Linked DNA regions of Gossypium hirsutum: regions 1 and 2 are each linked to region 3. A link is a contact called in public Hi-C data. All regions are on one chromosome and are shown on one strand. Each heading gives the region's core, a stretch centred on a gene start, on an enhancer-like site or on the middle of the called end of the contact. The rest is flanking DNA. Distances are from core to core; before and after follow the strand shown.

Evidence for each region. A called contact is a pair of places that touch in the nucleus more often than the background predicts.
Region 1: a Hi-C map of leaf shows a contact between it and region 3, with 1.8 times the contacts expected there. The contact joins the promoter of LOC107948335 here to the enhancer-like site in region 3. A contact is called at or near these places in 14 of 34 Hi-C or Micro-C datasets (anther, callus, cotyledon and 5 more).
Region 2: a contact with region 3 is called in a Hi-C map of hypocotyl, with 2.7 times the contacts expected there. The contact joins the promoter of LOC107948336 here to the enhancer-like site in region 3. A contact is called at or near these places in 7 of 34 Hi-C or Micro-C datasets (callus, hypocotyl, leaf and 1 more).

Annotation. Positions count from the first base shown.
Region 1 is chrA04:69,142,467-69,145,519 of Gossypium_hirsutum_v2.1, reverse strand. It overlaps LOC107948335 (E3 ubiquitin-protein ligase UPL4), which reads left to right and starts at 1,326. Exons shown (of 18, transcript XM_016882837.2): 1 at 1,326-1,637; 2 at 2,153-2,858; 3 at 2,984-3,053. The coding sequence starts at 2,220.
Region 2 is chrA04:69,249,254-69,252,171 of Gossypium_hirsutum_v2.1, reverse strand. LOC107948336 (60S ribosomal protein L4) reads left to right here and starts at 1,488. Exons shown (of 2, transcript XM_016882838.2): 1 at 1,488-2,742. The coding sequence starts at 1,639.
Region 3 is chrA04:69,188,026-69,191,045 of Gossypium_hirsutum_v2.1, reverse strand. It overlaps the pseudogene LOC107949273. Among protein-coding and RNA genes, the nearest start is that of LOC107948335, 45 kb to the right of the region's middle. Within about 2 kb of position 1,510, at least 3 of the 9 cell types and tissues checked have an H3K27ac peak or open chromatin away from gene starts, as enhancers often do. A contact at or near this core is called in hypocotyl and leaf, where this site is marked.

The sequences.
Region 1 (3,053 bases), core at 77-2,576, 45 kb after region 3:
TTTTGCATAAATATTTATATGAATTAAATTGACTTGAACATATGTGGTAAATTTGACTCAGTGAATAATAGTTGAAGGAAAATTACAAAATGATCTAACATGTGCATGCATAGAGGGATATGATCAAAGTTTGTTATGATTATTGTTGGAATTTTTGGAGAGATTAAAATATATTTCTCCAAAATTATTCCTCACTCATGAACTCTAGAATAATAATGATGCAAACATTTATCAAATTTGTTCAAGTGATCATTTGAAAAGCTAGTATTCAAGATTAAATATATAGGATGAAATATTATGTGATGCTGTCATGAGGGGAATAAATAAGCGACACTCTTTTCCCCTTAACCCAGGTTTTGTCTCATTGATTTTTTTTGTAAGGTTTTTAATGAGGCAACATATTAATGCATATATTTACTCTTTTTCTTCACCGATAATATTTTCCACATATATCTTAGTGAGGTTTTAACGAGGTACTTATCTATCGATGGACATCCAATGAGGAATGTTATAAATATTTTATTATTATAGAAGTGGATGTGATTAGGATAATAAGTTTGATTTATTTTGGGACCCTAATGTCTATTAGAAGTAATTTTGGTATAATGTATACTTCTTATGTTTATAAATATAGACTTTGGAGAAGCATGTTCTCATTATAAATAAATTACACACCTATCTTTTGCTTTCCTATTTCTCTTTATTCTTTTTTGAAATTTCTTTTATTTTTATTCTCTCTATTCTTTTATTTCATAATAAAAATATATTAAAAATTAATTGCTATTTCCTAAAATCACAATTACAAATTACAAATTTACAATTGTGTTTGCTGAATTAAGGAAGGGTGACCTTAAACCAAAAGGCATTGCTGACTTAAAAGACCAAAAAACATCAAAATCTCTCCAACTGCCAAGGCAAAAAATTTTGCATCTTATTATCACAAAGGCAGTAGAAGTATCTACTTTGTATTTAGGGTAATATTATATTTTTTCATTTTTACTGAAAAAACAAATTATTCGATGAAAATATAAATTTGTCTTTCTATTAAAAATTCACTCTATTTATTTTTACTGTTTAAAACTAATCTTTAGATATTAATATGAGAAATACATGACACATTACGTGTCATTATTTGATTATTCTATTAACCACATTAATTTTTAACATTACAAATTGATAAAAATTTTAATTGAAAAGATCAATTTTGTTTTAATCTAATATATAGAAATTAATTTATATATTTTTAAATAAAAAAATCAAATACAATCTATCTCTTACCTTGTTAACTATATAATACTTTTACCGCACAAAGCCACAACTAAGCCAACGATGATAATCTGTATAGCTAGTACTTTTGAAGGTGTACGTTTTTCCATACGGTCGAGTAGCACACGATACTGTAGGAGTCTGTACTAGATATATAATTACGATAACTTATTCGGTAATCCCTGGTTTTCTTCATTATCATCACAATCGTATAAATCAAACATCAGCAATAGGAAGAAGAGCGAAAGAAAAATAAAAGGAAAAAGGGAAGGAAAGATCGTCAATCTTCTATAAGTTGATCGCGTTGATTAAAATTTTGTAGGTCTTCGATTCTTTCGAAAGACCGATTAACCATCAATTCTTCTTTTTAGGTACTTAACAGGAAGAAAAAAATAATTTTTTTTGACGTGATTTGTTTTTTCTCTTTGATGTTTTTAAGCTCATCGATTAGTTGTTTTTCGCTTTTATTTTCTCATTAATTTCTTTGTTTTTTCTATTTTCCTTTTTAAAAAAGAACATTTTTAGTTGTATTAGGTTTGCTTTGAAGAGATATATATTTTTAATTGTTTTGAGGATTGATCGCTTATTAATGGTTTTGACGATTCAGTTGCCCTCTTCAAACTAACCCTATTTTCTTTGTTTTGATTTTCTTTCGTCTTCTAAATACTATGCTTTTATTTATTTGTTTTAAAAAAAATTCCCTTTTTTCCCTTTTGAAGTTCTAAACTGAGCCTTGTTATGATTAAAATTTTGATGGTGATTATATAGATTTTTTTTGGGCTACTGTACAACAGTAATGTTCATATTCTACGATGATATTCTTATTTTCTTCCGTATGAAACTGTTAATTTTCGCTTTGTTTAATGCGATTAATTTTTTTATTCAGGTTGGAGTGAATTGTCTTGGTTTGGAAATTCGTCAGTCCAAAAGAAAGAAAAAGGGAACGAATTCACATGGGAAGTCGAGGGCAGAAACGAACGGAAACAGCCGACGAATTACCAGCAGATAAGCGAGCTTGTAGTTCATTAGATTTTCGACCAAGTTCCTCTAACTGTTCCTCAGTCAGAACTCACCTCAATTTACCAAATTCCACTCCCGATGCTGACATGGAAACTTCCTCCTCCACCTCGGCTTCGAGCCGATCGGATGGTGAACACGAGAAGGAAGACGAATCAGCTTATGGATCATGCGATTCTGACGATGCTGAGCAACAACCACGGCACCACATTTTAAGAGACTATCAGAGAAGAAGATCGTCGAGTGATCATGGAAAATTGAATACTATTTTGTCAAATTTGAACGAAGGAAATGGAGGTTCGGGCCAACTGGCTGCGTTGACTGAACTTTGTGAAGTGTTGTCTTTTTGTAATGAGGATTCGCTTTCGAGTTTGATGGCGGATTCTTTATCACCAGTACTTGTAAATCTTGCGAAGAACGAGAGTAATGCTAATATAATGTTGTTGGCAATTAGGGGTATGACTTATCTATGTGATGTATATCCTAGATCATCTGGTTTCCTTGTTAGACACGATGCAGTTCCTGCTCTTTGTGAAAGATTATTGGCTATTGAATATGTGGATGTAGCTGAGCAGGTATTTTTTTAAGCTTGCTTGTTAGATTATACTGTGATTGAAGTGACTAAGTTTGTTAGGGTAAGAAATTACAGTGTGATTGAAGTAAGAAAACTTGGTTATGCTGAGAAATATTTGTTATGCAGTGTTTGCAAGCATTGGAGAAAATATCTTGCGATCAACCAGTTGCTTGTTTACAAGCTGGTGCAATTATGG
Region 2 (2,918 bases), core at 239-2,738, 61 kb before region 3:
ATTTATTTTTAAATATGTGAAATGTGGGATATACTGCTCTTCTCCCTCCCCGTATGAAATTATATCCTATTAATCAATATTTTATTTATTTCATTATAGTTGTTTATTTTAAAATAAATATTTTTGGTAGATCTTTTTAGCAATTTTAAAATGTGTTTGTTTCGTCAAAAATGATTTATCGAAAATAATTTTAATATTTTTTTATGTTTGTTTTATGAAAAATAATTTAGTCAATAAAAAATAACTTACTAATTAACGAAAAATAATCCATATTTTCTAAAAGTTAGACTTCTTATTTTGAAGAGCATGAATCATTTAAAAAAAACTTATAAATAACTTGATTTTTATATAAAATCTAATTTGAATAAAGTTGAATATTATTAGAATAAACTTTTATTTTGAAATTTTAATATATCTAAAAAAATAAAATATTATAATTTTTAATATTATTAAACATACATATTTATATTTAATAATATTCTAATAAAATTATTTAAAATTATAATTATAATTTTAATAATAAATTTTGACATTAAAAATAATTTTAAATTTAAATATATACTTAATATTTTATATTAATATTTTAATAATATATACTAAAATTTATAAATATTTAATAGGAAATATTTTTTTTAGATTATAATAAATTTTTTAAACTATAAAATGCATATTATAATTTAAATTCCACTTAGCTTTATGCATCATTTCGAGCTCCAATGCATTGTTATCCATTTATTTATATAATAATAACTTCATTTTTTTTTGTAATCACATGTGTGAGTTTAAGATCAATTCAATTCGGGTTGAAGTGAAATTCAAATAAAACATTCCCAACAATGAGGACTACGAGAGTCAAGTTTAGTCCAAATATTTGGGAGGAAGAACTCTACTTTTACTTCTCCTAACCATCTATTGGTACTTCAAATTAAATTTTAATTAGACATTGATTATTATTAAATGTATACGAGATATTAGTTATTATAAAATATTATCTTATTACAAAATAAATTTTTGCTGTCAAATAGAAATATTTCTATAATATTTTGTAACAAATATGATTTATGTTATATTTATTTCATTGAAAATAACTTAAAATCTTTTTACCAAGCATAGAAGTTAGGTGAGATAGTAAGAGTCTCTCCTACCTTAACCAGTGGTCGAGGGTTTGATCTTCGCTCTGGGTATGGAGCAACTTTAAAATTTGTGACCAGCATTTATCCCCTTAATGGACCTATAGAATGTGGAAGATTGGTTACAAGACTAGCTCGAGTGGATGCCTTAAAAAATGAAAAAAATACATTTATTAAAAGCATAAAATATTTTATGCAAAATTATTCAAACATGAGAAGATATTAAAATTTTTAAAAAAGTAATATATTTTTTAGAAATAATTTTTAAGGAAAGAAACAAAAATAATTAATTAATTTGGACGGGCTGTCCTGTGATGGACCCATAAAGTACATTAAGCTTTGAGTCAGAGTTATTATATTCGGGTCAGCAGCCCAAAATTTGTTAACCATCGGCTCTTTTCCTAATAAAATAGAATATAAATAATCCATACTTCTCAAAACCCTAGAGCTCCTCCCGTTCTTCATTCTACTCCATCTTCACTCCCCCACGTCCCCCAAACCCTACAAAATGGCCGCCGCCGCGCGCCCTCTTGTCTCCGTCCAAACCATAGAGTCTGACATGGCTACTGATGCCACCCCAACCGTTCCTCTCGCTGATGTGATGAAAGCCTCGATTCGACCCGACATCGTCACCTTCGTCCACGACAATATATCCAAAAACAGCCGTCAACCCTATGCCGTCTCCAAACGCGCTGGTCACCAAACTTCAGCTGAATCCTGGGGTACCGGTCGTGCCGTCTCGCGTATCCCTCGTGTTCCTGGTGGGGGTACTCACCGTGCAGGCCAAGGTGCTTTCGGAAACATGTGTCGCGGTGGACGCATGTTTGCTCCTACCAAGATCTGGCGCCGCTGGCACCGGAAAATCAATGTTAACCAGAAGCGTTACGCCGTTGCTTCCGCCATCGCCGCCTCCGCTGTTCCTTCCCTCGTCATGGCACGTGGCCACCGCATTGAGGCTGTACCGGAGATGCCGCTGGTCATTTCTGATGCTGTTGAGAGCGTTGAGAAAACCTCGGGTGCAATCAAGGTTTTGAAACAGATCGGAGCATATCCTGATGTTGAAAAGGCTAAGGACAGCCAAGGAATCCGACCCGGAAAAGGAAAAATGAGGAATCGGAGGTACATTTCCCGTAAAGGTCCTTTGATTGTTTACGGAACTGAGGGAGCTAAGCTTATTAAAGCCTTCCGTAACATTCCTGGAGTGGAGGTTGCCAACGTGGAGAGGCTTAATCTGTTGAAACTGGCACCTGGTGGTCACCTTGGAAGGTTCATTATTTGGACCAAATCGGCTTACGAGAAGCTGGACACAATTTACGGGTCATTTGATAAGCCTTCTGAGAAGAAGAAAGGGTACGTACTGCCTCGATCTAAGATGGTGAACGCTGATCTGGGTAGGATTATCAACTCTGATGAGGTGCAGTCGGTTGTGAAGCCCATTAAGAAGGAGATCAAGAGGGCACCTTTGAAGAAGAACCCACTCAAGAACTTGAATGCTATGCTGAAGTTGAACCCATATGCGAAGACTGCTAGGAGGATGTCTCTTTTAGCCGAGGCACAACGTGTTAAAGCTAAGAAGGAGAAGCTTGACAAGAAGAGGAAGCCCATTTCTAAGGTATATCAAGTTCGTTTTGTTTTGAATGTTTCCTGAATGATGATAATTGTGTAATGGCTTTGTATGTTTGGCTTCTTAAATTATATGTTTTTGCTTATTACTGCTTCATAATTGTTCCATTAATTGCAATGAATATCGTGGTTGTGCTTATGAGAGTACTCTGTTTTGGTGTAGGC
Region 3 (3,020 bases), core at 261-2,760:
TCATATAGATTTAACATATGCAACCTTTATTTTATCTCTCAAGTGCGGTTCATTTGTACCAGTACATGTATATATATATGTAATAGTTGGAACTTTTAGTTATGAATAATGTTGTGCCTTATTAGGATGAGGATGCCTTCTTTGCTGACTATGCTGAATCTCATTTGAAGCTTTCGGAGCTTGGGTGAGTAGCAACCAACTTTTTATTTCATCCCCTTCTGCAAATTCTCTTGCATTTTTCCTATATAATCTAACAATTTCTTTGACCATGTTTTAGATTCGCGGATGCCGAAAAGGGGATTTACAAAAGCATCCAACATGATCATGCTGCTGTCTTGTGCCTGATGTTTACGAGTCTTTGCCGTTTGTGAAAAACATGTTGATCAAAATTTATGTTTTGTGTCCTGTGTACGATTAATAAATATCACAGTATGATGAAATAAGAATTTGAGGACAAAGAAATGTTGGTGTTTAGTGCACGTTTTGTTGGAAATGAGTTAATTGTTTCCTCCTATTAATAGAAATGAGTATGTATTGAAAGCGTGGGAAATGTTTTGGGTACGAATTAAATGGTATATTTTGAATGTATTTTTATTATTTTAATAATTTATATTTTTATAATTTTTAAAGGATAGATCAATTTTTTTTATATTTTTAAGAATTAAAGTATAATTTTATCATTATTAATTTAAAATTTTATAAATTTTAAAAATATATAAATGAATTTTTTATTTCATGGTTTATGTTATATTTTCCTACTTGTATTATTGGTTGTCATGCTGAATATTTGTTGAAGATTATCAAAGTTATATTTGATTCAATTGAATACTATGATTGCTTTTAATTTAATCATATAATATTTTCATAATATCACTATCCAAAGCCATAGAAGTTAAATTAAATAATATATGAAATTCGTAAGCCTGAAACGTAAATAATGAATGTTTCAAAATATTTTGTTTTTCTTTTAATTTGGTATTCATATGAATACAAAAAATTCGAGAATCTTGAGTCCATTTATATATATATATGAAAAAATATATATAATGAAAGCTTTTGCTCTTGGCATTTACCTTTTTGTCCTAGAGACAAATTAACATCAAAAGAACATCACAATTCACTTCCACCATTTTCATGGATGGCTTCTACTCTTCCCACCATCAAAAGTTTTTTGCTCTTCCCACCATTTGGGAATTCTTGCACAACTTGTAACCAATGTTGCACCACCTGCATTTGCTCTTGAAGTTGTTTATCTAGTGTTATCTGCTCCCACCATGGTGATTACTTTTTTTTGGCTTTCCCAGCTCGACTAGTAAATCTTTGTAAGCTCTAATACCAATTTGTCACAACCTTAGCAGTGACAAGTTTGGATTTATGGAAGAATTTGAAGAAAGAAGGTTGAAGAAGAGAATTCTGAAATTTTCGTTCACAAGGAAGAAAAGACATTACAATGACCAAATCATGCCTATGACCATTAGCATAAAACTAAGCCCATTAATCAACTAGCCCATCTTTCTCGGTCCCTAACGTCTGTGATCCTCGTAGCCTATTATCTATCAGCTTACATATAGATATTAGCCCATATGTGAGTTTAACTAACCATCGGATACATTATCCATAACTACCCTATTTAGGGATTTCATTCCCAATTTCCCCCTTTGTAGTTGAGATCATGACAATGAGTTTCCTAATGTACCCATCACCTTAGAATGGATGGGATACTGAAGGTACGGTAAATTCTACCTAAGCAAAAAGGCATAACCATCATGCGGCATGTATGAATGTGATAATGCATGGGTGGGTTCAAATTTTCTTTTCCATTTCAAGATTAAAAGAAAGATGAATCTAATCTCACTATTTCGATTATCTAGTGGAACCTAATTATATTTGATATCGATAGTCATTTAATTATAAATAAATTTTCATTTTGATAATTTAATTAAAAAAATTACAATTTAGTTCCTAAAATTTTCAAAAAAAAAAATTTACACCCTAACTAATTCATCAGTAACATGACACTTGTTAAATTGGTATAATAATAAATTTAATTCTCAAATTTTATATTCCCTATCAATTTAACCTTGATTCTATGTAAAAATTATAAAAAAAATGAAAGCTCTTTTATTTTAAAAATTGAAAATTTCTATAAAAGTATTTTAAACAATATATAAAAAATTTAGATGCATAAAAATTATTTTTCGATAAGATTTATAGGGGTTTTAGTTTAACTACAATGCAAAGATTATGTTTTTCTTTTTTTAAGGTCAAGTTTTGATTTTATTTCTTGGTCTTGGTTGATCGATTCCATGGAAGATTGATAACAACATTTGCATAGATTTTTATAGGTTTAATCTTCTCTTTATCATATCATTAAGCTAATTTCCTTAGTTTTATCTTTCAAAAAAGTTTAAGAAGTTGAGTTTTTAATAACTCAAGCCCGAAGTAACAATGTCCAAGGCTACAAGAAAGTCGACGATTCAAGTTCTGAATCCAATCCACTTAAAAGTACTAAGTATGGAGGATTGTATAAGTTGAATTTAGGGGTCGTTGAACCGGGAAATATTAAGTCCAAAAGTGATGGTGTGAATTGATGACGAAGACGATTGGGAAGGGGAGGAGTGTACTATTAATGTACCGTAAATAGAGGACTTAGGATCGATCAAGGAGCGCAGAGGTGTATGGAGAAGAAGGCGGCAACATTGGTTCAGGGAGGGTAATTAGGGTTTGCCATTTTTGGAGGTAATTTATCTTAATATTTGGTAATAGATTGGGTTGGACATTTGGAAGGAAAAAAATTGTGTTAGAAGCACATATTAGGATGATTTGATTTTGAAATAAATTTTTTTATTAATACTTAAAATTATAAAATTTATAATTTTTTTAATTTATAAATAAGAAGATAATATATTTCAATACACTTGAACTCACGTTATTCTCTTATATTATCAACAAGACCAGACTAAATCAGCCATTGAAATAAAATTTTAAATCATCCAATTTACGATGTCGTCCACCTCTAG